Regions from separate parts of the Pan troglodytes genome. Here region 1 is linked to region 2. The links are chromatin contacts, called in public Hi-C maps. All regions are on one chromosome and are shown on one strand. Each heading gives the region's core, a stretch centred on a gene start, on an enhancer-like site or on the middle of the called end of the contact. The rest is flanking DNA. Distances are from core to core; before and after follow the strand shown.

What was found. A called contact is a pair of places that touch in the nucleus more often than the background predicts.
Region 1: a contact with region 2 is called in a Hi-C map of stem cell-derived neural progenitor cells, with 5 times the contacts expected there. The contact joins two enhancer-like sites. A contact is called at or near these places in 1 of 7 Hi-C or Micro-C datasets (stem cell-derived neural progenitor cells) and 1 of 1 other capture datasets (stem cell-derived neural stem cells).

What each region holds. Positions count from the first base shown.
Region 1 is chr7:14,643,082-14,649,837 of NHGRI_mPanTro3-v2.0_pri, reverse strand. No RefSeq gene overlaps it. Among named protein-coding and RNA genes, the nearest start is that of CLDN23, 37 kb to the left of the region's middle. Within about 2 kb of position 3,742, at least 8 of the 24 cell types and tissues checked have an H3K27ac peak or open chromatin away from gene starts, as enhancers often do. A contact at or near this core is called in stem cell-derived neural progenitor cells and stem cell-derived neural stem cells, where this site is marked.
Region 2 is chr7:14,507,909-14,515,444 of NHGRI_mPanTro3-v2.0_pri, reverse strand. No RefSeq gene overlaps it. Among named protein-coding and RNA genes, the nearest start is that of PRAG1, 140 kb to the right of the region's middle. Within about 2 kb of position 3,009, at least 3 of the 24 cell types and tissues checked have an H3K27ac peak or open chromatin away from gene starts, as enhancers often do. A contact at or near this core is called in stem cell-derived neural progenitor cells and stem cell-derived neural stem cells, where this site is marked.

The DNA of each region.
Region 1 (6,756 bases), core at 2,493-4,992, 130 kb before region 2:
AATCTCTCCTGTGCTCCAAGACAGGATACGCTCAAGGAGCTGCGAGAAACTTTCTGGCTCAGCAGATGTGAAATTAGCAGAAGTGTTAGAAGTATGGAGAATTGGCTGTAATGGAATAGCTTTACATAGAGGCAACCAAAATCTGCAATTTGTAAAGAAGTAGGCTGTGGAGGAGGACTCAACACAGATTTCCTTCAGTTGCTCACCTCTGCGTTGCAGCAGGGAAACAGCTGCAGATAACATGTAAAGAAAGGGCCAAGGCTCTGCTCCAGTTAAACTTCTTTTGCGAAAGCAGGATTTCTGCTTCTGGGCAGATGGAGTAGACACACTGTTTTCTATACCTCCCACTAAATACAACTGGACATCATGGGCATTGCATGTCAAAGACAGTAAAACTCTGAGAGGTAAAGAAAAGAAGGCAGACCAGCTTGAAACCCCAGGATCCGAGGAACAACACAGTGGTGAATGCCCTGGTTTCTCTTTTTTTTTTTTTGAGATGGAGTCTCTCTCTGTTGCCCAGGCTGGAGTGCAGTGGCATGATCTCGGCTCACTGCAACCTCCGCCTCCTGGGTTCATGCCATTCTCCTCCCTCAGCCTCCCGAGTAGCTGGGAGTACAGGCGCCCGCCACCACGCCCGGCTAATTTTTTATATTTTTTAGTAGAGACAGGGTTTCACGGTGTTAGCCAGGATGTCCTGGTTTCTCTCTTGTCTTTCTTTCTCTCCCTCTCTGACTGCCTCATATATCTCAGATTTGGAGCTGATAAGGCCAGTAACCCAGAAGTCCCAAGTGGTAGAGGCAAGAAAGCACCAACAAAACCCTGCTCTCTCTAGCTAAAGGACAAGGAAAGACACAAGCTAGTAAGATGGAAAATTTTGGGAAATCACTGCTCTTTTCTAGATAAACCCCACCAAAAACTCCCTCCTTGCAAGGCTGAATGGGGAGGCTGGGCTTCTATCCTCATGACACTGGAATAAGGCATCCTGACCTCCCAGCCAGGATAGGGTCACAGAAGTTTAAGTAGCGAACAGGGACATTCTCTCCCCTCCTGTGATGAGCTCCATCCTTGCAGTGTCAGCAGAGGCCACATGGGGAGCCCAGATTCCTGCCTTCAAGGGAAGAAATGACATGTCCCTCTACTTCCCCACTAGGATGGTATCAGAGGAGGTCCAAGGAAGAGTCAGGGCTTCTGCCATTACCTGGGGTGATCAAGTTGCTCCAGATGTCTTCCCAGTTAGAACTTCGAAAGTATAGTCAGAGCGCGGGCGCGGTGGCTCACGCCTATAATCCTAGGACTTTGGGAAGCCAAGGCAGGCTGATCACCTGAGATTAGGAGTTCAAGACCAGCCTGGCCAACGTGGCGAAAACCTGTCTCTACTAAAAATACAAAAATTAGCCTGAAGTGGTGGTGCACTCCTGTGGTCCCAGCTACTCAGGAGGGTGAGGAGGAGAATCACTTGAAACCGGGAGGCAGGGAGCCGAGATCGTACCACTGCATGCCCACCTGGGTGACAGATCGAGACTCCATCTCAAAAAATTAATTAATTAATAAAATGAAAAATGAAAGCGTTGTCAGAATTCTGGGATTCTAATCCCAATTCCACCATTTACCAACAGGATAATCCCAGACATATTTCCCCATCTCCACAGGGAAAACGACAGTACTGCCCACACTTCAGACTTCAGTTCACGCTGCTTCTCCCTAGGGTTTGTTTTGGGGCTCAGTGAGATGATGAGGGGTTAAAACACTAAGAGTTATTGAAGAAAGAAGTACAAAATAATGGCTATAAAAATTATTTGAGGGTGGGCACAGTGGCTCATGCTAGTAATCCCAGCACTTTGGGAGGCCGAGGCGGGCATATCACTTGAGGTCAGGAGTTTGAGACCAGCCTGTCCAGCATGGTGAAACCCCGTCTCTACTAACAATGCAAAAATTAGTTGAGTGTGGTGGCACAGGCCTGTATTTCCAGCTCCCTGGGAGGCTGAGGCACGAGAATTATTGAACGGGAGGTGGAGGTTGCAGTGAGCTGAGATAGTGACACTGCACTCCAGCCTGGGCGATGGAGTGAGACTGTGCCTCAAAATAATAATAATAATTTTAACAATTATTTGAAAAGAATAAGGAATTGAGTATTATCATTATTATTTTTAGTTGGAGGTCTTAGGTAGCTCTAGAACCTGCAGTATGCAGGCAGGATGGTTCACGACCAGCAATGTCACAGGGACCTCAGCCCCCATGTGTCCCTCCCTTGCCCTGGCCAGGTCTTGGGTGACTCATGAACTTTCCTAGTGTCCTTGCTTCTCCCGCTTGGACTGCAGTGGCACTGTCCATCTTCTGCTGCCTCCCAGCTCCGCCTCACTGATGGAGATGCCTTTATTTTAATCTCTTACAGTGCCCTGGAGAAATACCACTTGCTGTATTTAATTGAATCTAAAATGTCCTTCATTTTAAGCTCCATCATTAGCTGATGTACCACAAAGAGAGGAAAAATCATTGTCAATGAGACTATGACATGGTGTCTTAATGACAGGCCTGCCTGATGAGTGAATTGGCCACACCAACCTCTTTGTTGCATTGGAATTTCTTTCATGGATTCTAAAGGGCTTGACAATTTCCCCTGCCTTCAGCTGCACTGCTTGGCTTCTGCTGGGCATTCCCTTTTTATAGCTCGATAATTCGGTATGAATTAGCTTCACTTTATGTTCACTAAAGCAGGGCACTCAGACTTTAATATGTCTACAAATCAATGGGACTTTGTTAAAATGCAGATCCTGATTCAGTAGGTTTGGGGCAGAGCCTGAAATTCAGAATTTCGATCCATCTCCCAGGCGATGCTGCTGGTCTGTGGACCACACTTTGAGCAGCAAGGTTGTAAAGCACTTGGTTTGTTCTGCAAGAGAATATGGAATTGCAAGCATTCCTCCCGTCATGAATATTCACTTCACAAATAACAAATGTATGTACCCCCCCGCCCCACCCGCTCTGTCTCCTCACCTTCTGAATACACCTTAAGTTTTCCTTTCAATGCTGAATCATAGTATAATCTTTCTGAAGGCATTTTACATGGCAATTAAACCCGGCACATGAAGTGCCAACAGTGCACATAATCCCGCTGAAGTGATGACAACAGCCACAGCTGTGAACAAGTTTGCACATGCCGCAAAGACAACGAGGTCACGTGGGCGCCTGGCGGGCGGCGATTGTAGAATGCTTTCGATCTATTCCAATGTCAGAGAATTCAGAGCTGTTAAAAGGTGAAAAAAATCTACATCTTAGAATCAATGCAAAGTGGAAAGTAATTTATTCTTTCAGTTTCTTCCATTTCTCCCTTTCCTACTTCCTGCTCTGCTGTCAACTTGAAGACATTTTTTTTCAGTGGCTGATGCCTGTCACAAATTTCCTTTGCTTTTACGGAGTGAGTTTGCTATCCCATCCATTCGGGCCCATCCAGAGCCCTGCCTGGGAGATGGCAGCTCTTACCCCATGACCTTGTTGAAGGGTTTTTGTGCTGGGACTGTCTGTCACCTTCCAGGCTGGCTGCTCATCCTCTTCCCCAGAATCCCATGAGTTATAATCCCTCCTGGACACTTACTTGGCATGACCACACTTTCTGCGAGCTTGCAAAATGAGTGCCCTGCCTGGGATGCTTGCTGGTAATGCACTGAGCCTAGCGCAAGATAGGTGCTTGGAGAATGTCTGTTGAATGCTTTGGGGAGACAGTACACAACTGATCAGAATGCCTGGAATTCTTGAGTCACTGAGGATGCATTTTTATCTGCAGAGACCACGGACTGCATGAGTGCTTGACATCAGCTGGGGGTGACGTTGGGGTGGCAATTTCCATTAGCTATGCTTGGAATTTTTCTCACCACTTGACATATTATCAACCCTTGACCTAGAGTGGAGTATCACCCGAAAGAGGGGACAGGATAAACAAACATGGAAAGAATTTAAATCTCTAGCTCCACATTTCCCAAAATATTTTCTAGGAAGAAACATTTGAGTTTCCAGGGATTTTGATAGGTTTGCTTCCAAAATGACTCTGCCTACTGTGTGAAGTAAGCACACATCTCCACTTGTCTTCCATTGAACTCAACTCTAAAACCTGAACAGAATATGTATCAAATAAGATTGGGAAATTCTGGAATGAAATTGAAGTTCAAGTGAAACAGTTTTCTTTCCTGCACACACCTGGGTCATCTTTATTAAGTGTGCATCTCTAGGAAGGGGTTTATTTGTAATTAACAGTTCTCAAACAATTTGATTACAGATTGCTTTTCCCTCCAAGAAGCATCACAAGAGATATGCTGCTTCGTGGCCGGGCGCGGTGGCTCACGCCTGTAATCCCAGCACTTTGGGAGGCTGAGGCTGGTAGATCACCTGAGGTCGGGAGTTCAAGACTACCCTGGCCAACATGGTGAAACCCCATCTCTACAGAAATACAAAACTTGGCCGGGCATGATGGCAGGTGCCTGTAATCCCTCCTACTTGGGAGGCTGAGGCAGAAGAATCACTTGAACCTCGGAGGCAGATGTTGCAGCGAGCTGAGATTGTGCCCCTGCACTCCAGCCTGGGCGACAAAGCAAGACTCCAGCTAAAAAAAAAAAAAAAGCTACAGTGTTTCAGTGTTGTCTGTGTCCCCACATGCAGATTGAATGGATATGACACCTTGCATATATATATATATATGTATACAAAATCTCACTTTGTTGCCCAGGCTGGAGTGCAGTGTTGTGATCACAGCTCACTGCAGTCTCGACTTCCCTGGCTCAGGTGATTCTCCCACCTCAGCATCCCGAGTAACTAGGACCACAGGCATGTGCCACCATGCCTGGCTAATTTTTGTATTTTTTGTAGAGACAAGGGTCGCACTATGTTGCCGAGGCTGGCCTTGAACTGCTAGGCTCAAGTGATCCTCCTGCCTTGGTCTCCAGAAGTGCTAGGATTATAGGCAGGAGCCACCAAGCCTGGCCACCTTGCATATCTTAAATGAAAGTTATACTTTCTTTTGGTAGCTGTCATGTTTTGGAGAAAACAACCTATCATTTCATGGTGACTTTGACTTGGCCTATCCTATGAGTGGCTATAAATGGTTACTTCTTCTAGTTTACTCATTATACCAGGCTTGCTATTTGCCCCTGCTGAGTGGCTCATGTGGCAATAATTAATGCAATTATATAGCAAGATTAGCTTTTCTTTCATAAAACTCAGTGAGCTTGATGAACCAAGAGGGCAAAGGAAAAGAAGTAATGAAGCAGCTTGTAATTGCACAAAGATGAGCTGCTAGAGTCTACACTGCTGGAAATTTGATGTTGAGGAGATCTGAATCTTTAAGTTATTTCCCTAATTCTATATTGGGAATACAGAGGAAGGAAAATCAACAAAGAGCTTTGTTAGAAAGCTTATTGAGTATTAATCAATACTTAAAGGATAACATTTGCTCAAACATAGAGTAGCTAGAATTTCTTTTTTAAGACACAGTTTCACGTAGGATAAAGTCTATTAAATTTTGCAGTGTAATAAACTGCTATAAAAATAGAAGATTGGCCAGGCAAGGTGTCTTACACCTGTAATCCCAGCACTTTGAGAGGCCAAGGCAGGTGGATCACTTGAGGTCAGTAGTTCGAGACCAGCCTAGCTAAAAGAGTGAAACCCTGCATCTACCAAAAAATACAAAAAATGGCTGGTTGGGGTGGGGTCCCAGCTACTCCAGGTGGAAGAATCGCTTGAACTTGGGAGGTTGCAGTGAGCTGAGATTGCACCACTGCACTTCAGGCTGGGTGAAACAGAGTGAGATCCTGTCTTTTAAAAAAAAAAAAAAAAGAAGAAGAAGTTTAATGCAACATCATTGCTTGAGCCACAGTTTCTGTACGTCAGAAGTCCTGGCAGGCTTTTCTGCCTTAGTTCTCTTTTATTGCTTTTTTTTTTAGATAGAGTCTTGGTCTGTCACCCAGGCTGGAGTGCAGTGGTGCGATCCTGGCTTACTGCAACCTCCATCTCCCAGGTTCGAGCAATTCTCCTGCCTCAGCCTCCCAAGTAACTGGGATTACAGGCATGCACCACCACGCCTGGCTAATTTTTGTTTTTAGTAGAGATGGGGTTTTGCCATGTTGGCTAGGCTGGTCTAGAACTCCTGACCTCAAGTGATCCACCTGCCTCGGCCTTCCAGAGTGCTGGGATTATAGGTGTGAGCCACCACAGCTGGCTTGATTTTCTGCCCCAGTTCTTACAAGTCTGCAATCAGGTGTCAATTGGGGTCACATTTGAGGCTCAGGGTTCTCTTCCAAGCTCATGTGGCTGTTGGCAGAATCCATTTCCTTGCAACTGGAGAACTGACAGAGGCTGCATCTTCAAGGCTGACATCTATCTGGCTTTGAAATTCTCTGACTCCTTTTAAAGGCTCATCCGATTAGATTAGGTTCATCTAGAATAATCTTTTTTTTTTATTAATTCAAAGTCAACTGATTAGGGATCTTAATTACATCTGCAAGATCTCTTCTGCCATATAAAGCAAAATAATTGTGGGAGTGGTATTCCATTGTACCGACAAATCCTGCTCACATTCAAGGGAAGGGGCTCATAATGAACATGTAACCAGGGGGTAGGACTCTTGGGACCCAGCTTAGAATTCTGCCTACCTCCCACTAAGCCCAACTCTGAAACCCTGGACAGGGTACAATGACAGCTATTTGAAAACTCTGCAAAATAAATAACAGTAGGAAATCAGGGAACAACACCAGAATTCTAAGAGCCATA
Region 2 (7,536 bases), core at 1,760-4,259:
TTAGGCGGATGTGGTGGCACTCACCTGTAGTCCCAGCTACTTAGGAAGCTGAGGTGGGAGGACTGTTTGAGCCCAAGAGGTCGAGGCTGCAGTGAGCTGTGATCACACCACTGCATTCCAGCCTGGACAACAGAGCAAGACCCCCATCTCAAAAAACAAAACAAAACAAAAAACCCATTTTGACTTTCAGGTAATAGAAAATAAAATGTGCTACCATCAAGAATGCTATCATTAATATTTTCAGATGACCAATACATAAGGTTACAGAATCATGCATGGGTAAAAGATCCACTCAAAGCACAAGAGAGACCTTTAAAAATACATTTTTAAAGATCTTTAAAAGCAATTTTAATGTAACAAAGCATGGAATCTTCATTCATATGATTTCAGATTCTGCATCCGATATTTCTTCAAAAACAAGTACCTCTAATTATCTGAAAAGGTTATTTAAATACTCTTTCCTGGCCGGGTGCTATTGCTCACGCCTGTAGTTCCAGCACTTTGGGAGGCCGAGGTGGGTAGATCACTTGAGTTCAGGAGATCGAAACCAGCCTGGCCAACATGGTGAAACCCCGTCTCTATTAAAAATATTTAAGAAATTAGCTAGGCACAGTGGCGTGGGCCTGTAGTCCCAGCTATTCGGGAGGCTGAGGCAGGAGAATTGCTTGAATCGAGGAGGCAGAGGTTGCAGTGAGTGGAGATCATGCCACTGTACTCCAGCCTGGGTGATAGCGAGACTCCATCTCAAAGTAAATAAATAAATAAACAAACAAATAAATAAATACTCCTTCCTTTTCTTAACTACATATTTGTGGGAAGCCACATTTTCTTCATGTGTTTCAACCTAAACGACATCACAGCAGATGGAAAGCAGTAACAGCTAAGAAAATCCAGCTGCCTTCCCTTAAACTAAACATTAAAAAGACTTGCAAAAGTGTGCAGTGCCACTCTTCTCTTTTCTTTTTTTTTTTTTCTTTTTTTTTTTTTGAGACGGAGTCTCGCTCTGTCGCCCAGGCTGGAGTGCAGTGGAGCGATCGCGGCTCACTGCAAGCTCCGCCTCCCGGGTTCACGCCATTCTCCTGCCTCAGCCTCCCGAGTAGCTGGGACTACAGGCGCCCACCACCACGCCCGGCTAATTTTTTGTATTTTTAGTAGAGACGGGGTTTCACCGTGTTAGCCAGGATGGTCTCGATCTCCTGACCTCGTGATCCGCCCGCCTCGGCCTCCCAAAGTGCTGGGATTACAGGCGTGACCCACCGCGCCCGGCCCACTCTTCTCTTTTCTTTAGAAAACAGTTATTTTTATAAAGTATTTATGTTATCATGAAATGGATTTCTTATTTTCACTGCATAAATAAATATTTTTAGAATTCTGTTGTAATTTCTAATATGGCAAACACTGATAAATATAAACCACATGAACAAAAGCTTTTTGGGTCCTCAGTCATTTTTAAGAGTGTAAATGGGTCCTAATACCGAAACGTTTGCAAGTTGCTGTTCCAGAGTATTTTGGAATTCTAGAGTATATGGAACATGGTGAGTAAGAAAGAACATGATCTTTGGGACAAATTGCTATTTTTCCATTCTGGATTCGCCATTTGCTAGCTGTTGACTTTTGGCTAGTTATTGAACCTCTCTGAGCCTCAGTTTTATCGTGCATTGAAGTGAGGATAATGGAGACTTTCTCTCCATTTTTTTTGAGATAACGGTTTTTAAGAAATTTGAAATGTGGTAGACAACTTGCGGAGGTTGATTTCCTTTCTTCTTTTTCTTCATTAGGCCTAAATACACAGTATCAAGGCCACTCAGTGAGACCTTTCGCACACCCAAGCAGATCTGGGTCTTTAAGAGTAGTTGCCTCCTCTCAGAGGGGACCAAAGACAACCAAATTAAAATACAAAAACAGGCCAGATGTGAGGTGGCTCACTCATGTAATTCCAGTACTTTGGGAGGCCAACTCAGGTGAACTGAATAAGGTCAGGAGTTCAAGACCAACATGGGCAACATAGTGAAACCTTGTTTCTACAAAAAAATTAAAAAAATAGCCAGTCGTGACGCGCACCTGTAGTCCTCCTGGCCAAGGTAGGAGGATCACTTGAGCCCAGGGGTTTGAGGCTGCAGTGAGCTATGATTGCAGCACCTCACCTCATCCTAGACGACAGAGTGAGACCCTGTCTCTAAAAAACAAAACAAAACAAAAACAAAAACATTCACAGAGGAGCCCACACCATGGAAGTTCCTGCTCCGCAAGCACTCACTGATGGTTTACTGAGATCACCTTCGCAACTTGTTCCCCACCTGGTCCTTCCAGCCTCAGCCTGTTTTTTGATTGGGATGATCTACTGTCTTTGAGATTCTGTCCCTACTTGACCTGGTCCTCCACCTACCTGAGTTCGCCTTCTGGACATGACCTTTGATCTGATTGCTCCAAGCTGCAACAGCTTTGTCCACGGGTCCCACATTATGCTAGACTCGCCAGTGATGTAGAATGGAACATTTCATCCCTTCTAGAATCAAGGCCGAATCCACTCCATAGAGGACTCTCTCCTGAAAGTCACCCAGGGTGAGAGCTCAACCTTCTCTCTGGCCTTTGTTTCAACATTGTTCTTTAGTCCTGAGGAAGTAAGACATGTGTCGTATATTTGCTGCTACACATTTGCAGGGGCAGAAGCAAAGTCTTCCTGGAAAAGCTGATGAATAAGAGGAGTCGAGTTCTTCCGCCTCCATTCACGAAACTCTCCAAGATCCCACCAGGACAGCATCGTGTGCATAATTGTGAGGATATCTTGCAGAAAGCTGGGTGGAGTTTTGAGTACATTCTGGATCCTCTTTGACCCCTGGGGACCAGGACCATTTCTATTTTCATAGTCCAGATGAATGCTTAGATGCATTCACTTTTAAAACCTGAGTCAGGATTCCCTGGAAATTCTTTTCCATAGCTGCAATGCTAATCTGGATTCCAGACATTTTTACATCTGATCAAAGGAAGCAAATAGCTGCCCTGGGAATATTTTAGCATGTCTGCCTATTCACTGTGGAAGTCAATGAGCATTTGTTTGGCAAAATGCAGAGGGCACGAACATAGGGATCGAAGGAGTGATGAAGAAGAATGAATTATTGAAAGGGGAAGGAGGGAAAGGGCCAAAGGGATGTCTGCTAATCAAGAGTGAGAAATAAAGCCAAGAATTACATCTGATTTTTAAAATTTTACTCTGTTGGTGAATTTTTGCCTATCTCCTATCTTCTGGCAGCTCTTGCTAATGAAAGTACACATGACCTTGGTAGTTTGTCTTTTGGCATCCTGCCAAAGTTGGACAATGGCCAGTGCAAAGCTGTCAGAAAGGGTGTTTCTGTGAGATGAGAAGCAAACTTTCTAGCCGCAAACACTTAATGCCATCCTGCCTGCCATCCACCTCTATGATCATTTGACTTTGTATGCCTTGGTCATCTCATGTTTGAAACTGGACTCACATTTAGCCTGTCCTCTGCTGTCAACGCTGTTAAGTTTGCTCATCCAAAATCAGCCATTGGCCAGGCATGGTGGCTCACGCCTGTAATCCCAGCACTTTGGGAGGCCAAGGTGGGCGGATCACTTCAGGTCAAGAGTTCGAGACCAGCCTGGCTAACACGGTGAAACTCTGTCTCCACTAAAAATACAAAATTAGCTGGGCGTGATGGTGCACGCCTGTAATCCCAGCTACTAGGGAGGCTGAGGTAGGAGAATTGCTTGAACCCAGAGGGCGGAGGTTGCAGTGAGCCAAGATCACGCCACTGCACTCTAGCCTGGGCAACAGAGTGAGACTCCTCTGAAAAAAAAAAAAAAAGTCAGCTGTTGCCATTTTCCTATTGAGAGCATCCAGCATGATGGTTTAGAAAATTTTGTTCTACAGTCTCAGCACAAGAAACCTGGCAGACCCAGACACCATGCCAAGACCCCTCCCTGCCTGCTGAGCTTCCATCTTAGCCTCTTGCACTGGGTGGTAGCCGCCAACTCATAAAGAATTGCACCTCTGCTGACTACCTCCCAAGAGTACCCCCCTAAATGGAGGCCATCTTAATCCAAGTCCTTGCTGTGTTGGAAATCTGAGCGGCATCATAGATTCCTAGAGTACCGTTGTCTCCCAGCACCTAGCATGGTGCCTACAACATCGCAAGCCGACTTGTTCACTCTCTCTGTCTCTCTCCACACACACAGTCCTTCAACTCTGTCTCCCTTAAGACTTTTGCAAGACCTTACTGTCTCCCTCCCTATTTTGTTTCATGTTTCCAAGCTCTCTATCCTGACTGCGCAATAAAAACGTAGGTTTATATCCATTCGCATTTTTCTCTCTGTGTGTTGTTTTCTTTCCAGAGCCAACTATCTCCTGAGCGCTGGTTTGGGGTTTGTGTGCAGTCTTATCCACAGAAAACAGATTCTCCTGCTTTCAGACAAACCTAATTCTCAGAAAACTGGAGCTCCACAGAAAAGAGTTTTTAAATTTTTCATGAACTTCTAGAGTTTTGCAGATTGTTTCTTAAACTTTACTGAAGAAAACACTGAATTTCTCATTTAAGAAAGACACCACCCCTCCATTACAGGTGGCTCACGCCTGTAATCCCAATGCACTGGGAGCCTGAGGTGAGACGATCGCTGGAGCCCAGGAGTTTGAGGGTACAGTGAACTGTGATTGCACCACTGCATTCCAGCCTGGTCAGCAGAGTGAGACCTTGTATTTATTTATTTATTTATTTATTTATTTATTTATTTATTTTTTGAGCCGGAGTCTTGCTATCATCCAGGCTGGAGTGCAGTGGCATGATCTCTACTCACTGCAACCTCTGCCTACGAGGTTCAAGTGATTCTCCTGCCTCAGCCTCCAGAGTAGCTGGGACTACAGGCGTGCACCACTACACCTGGCTAATTGTTGTATTTTTAGTAGAGATGGGGTTTCACCATGTTGGCCAGGCTGGTCTCAAACTCCTGACCTCAAGTGATCCACCCACCCTCCTCAGCCTCCCAAAGTGGTGGGATTACTGGTGTGAGCCACTGTGCCCGGCCAGACCTTGTCTTTAAAGAAAGAAAAAAAAGAGAGACCTCCTCATTTTAATACCTGTTCACTGATTAAATGCCTCAACGCTTCTATGGTAAATACCTACTTTGAATTTTCTGAAATTTAGCTCTTTGATCGGGGTTTACTTAAATTGGGCTGAAAATCTTGGACCAGGAGGAACCTTTCGGGAAGGAGTAAAAGAAGCCTTTGAACATCCAACACTAACAATAGAGACAACAAAGAATCAATCTTTTGTATACCGTATGCACCCAGCATTTTCCTACGCTTTTGGTTTAAGAAATTGGCTTGTCTTCATTGTTCACTATGTGAGGCTAGTGGTCAGGTGCCCTAGAGAGTCTGTGGATAAGCCACAGGAATACTCAAAACTCGTTCTTGCTGCTTCTCCCTTGTTGGTTCCAGATGCTACTAACATGTCAGCTTGTCCTTAAAAACGAGAAAGCAGAGCCGGGTGTGGTGGCTCACACTTGTAATCCCAGCACTTTGGGAGGCCGAGGTGGGCGGATCAGCTGAGGTCAGAAGTTTGAGACCAGCCTGGGCAACATGGTGAAACCCTGTCTCCATTAAAAATAGAAAAATAAGCTGGGCATGGTGGGGCATGCCTGTAATCCCAGCTACTCGGGAGACTGAGGCAGGAAAATCTCTTGAACCCATGAGGCAGAGGTTACCGTGAGCCAAGATCATGCCACTGCACTTCAGCTTGGGTGACAAAGAGAGACGCTGTCTCAAAAAAAAAAAAAAAAAAAGAGAGAGAGAGATAAAGGGGGTAAGCTCCTTATCCCTCCCTACTAGTTGAGAAGGGTCAAAATAGAAAAAGAAAACCAGGGTGATGGTTTCAAATAATTTGAATTAAAATTCTTGTTCTGATAGTTACTAAGCTGTGTGACTTTGAGAAACTTGTTTAACTTCTCTGTGCCTCAGTTTCTTCACATGTACAGTGTGATTAAGGATATCTTCCTCATCAGAGTAGTATGTAATAAGCACTCAGTAAATCATACTTGTTATTTTCAATACTATTACCAATATTAATAACTAATAATAGAAACTGTATCATTGTATGACAGTAACAATCCCAAACTTGCCCCAGGCTAGGAATAAATCCACACCAAAATCAAGATCCTCTGCTAATGCTGTAGCTTTACTCTCTCTATATAGTACAAAGTCTAGAAAAAATGTAGCTACTCTTGCCTTTACCATTGCAGGCTCTGGTGAGCTCACACTCATATCCCAGCTGTGGTTGTTTTCAAGCATGCCAGATGGTAGGGCTTGTAATTAATGTGCCCATCAACAATCAGAATTAAATTCCTGACAGATACAGTTCAGGGCATGGCCAATGAACCATTTGCATTTTATTCCTGAGTAAGGTTTGTGTCCCAAAACTTTACCAGTTTTCCTAAACTGCTGAGTTCAGCCAAACGCAAAGAAACCTCAAGGTCCTTTTTTTCTCTTCTCCTCTATGGTCCAGAATAGAGCCAGCCCACACTTTAGTTCTCGTTTCCTGGACTTAACTCATCCTCTTCGTCATCCAGAACAAAGGGACATCTATTCCTTCCACGGGGAAGAGAAAAAAAAAAAAAATAGAAAGAAAAAGAAACAAGACTTTTATCATCTCTCTGATCTTTTAGTCCTCTGGGGTTAGAGGCGGGGGTGGGGACCAGCCATGGAAGCCCCTATGAGGTCAGGCCTTCCCTAGGGAGGTGTAGGGTTTCAGGAGAAGTAGAGGCACAGCCAATAATGATCTTTGAGATCAGCTGCCCACCAGGGGCCTTGAATACCGTAGCGGCAGCTTTTGCCTCCTTGTCGCCTGCCCTGGCCTCGCCTAGAATGGACAGACTCCCAGTTCACCTGCTCCATTAGTTCACAATTGACATATGCACAGAAAAATAATATTATGTCTCTACATCTGCTTTCCTAATTCCTCTACATCAGAACATAGGGTAATCCTGGGAAAGAAAGCACATAACCAGCTACCATTTGCTCTTGCAATGAACTTTACAGTTCTACTGTGAGGCCAACATCGGAGGCTCTGCCTATCAGTTCATTTGCTCTCTGAAACTGAGGGAGGAAATTGATCATGGAAAATGGAAAACATTTTTCTTTCAAAATGAAAATAGGCCTCCTGGGGCCCTGACTGTGGTCTCTAAATACTGCACACCACTAAAATGAACCAGACTCCTTAAGAAATGGCTGACTCCAAGTCTGGGATATAGGGTGAGCCTGGAATATCTTTTCATACCAGAAAGCAAGTAAACCGTCAAAAGCTAAGAGGGCCAAAAAGAAACAGAAGCCGACTTGAAGAGAATCTCAATGGTTAAAGCTGGAATAATTTAAGAATCGAAAGAATAAGAGAATAGGGCCGGGTACGGTGGCTGACACCTGTAATCCCAGCACTGTGGGAGGCCAAAGCAGGTGCATCATCTGAGGTCAGGAGTTCGAGACCAGCCTGGCCAACATGGCGAAACGCCGTCTCTACTAAAAATAAAAAAAAT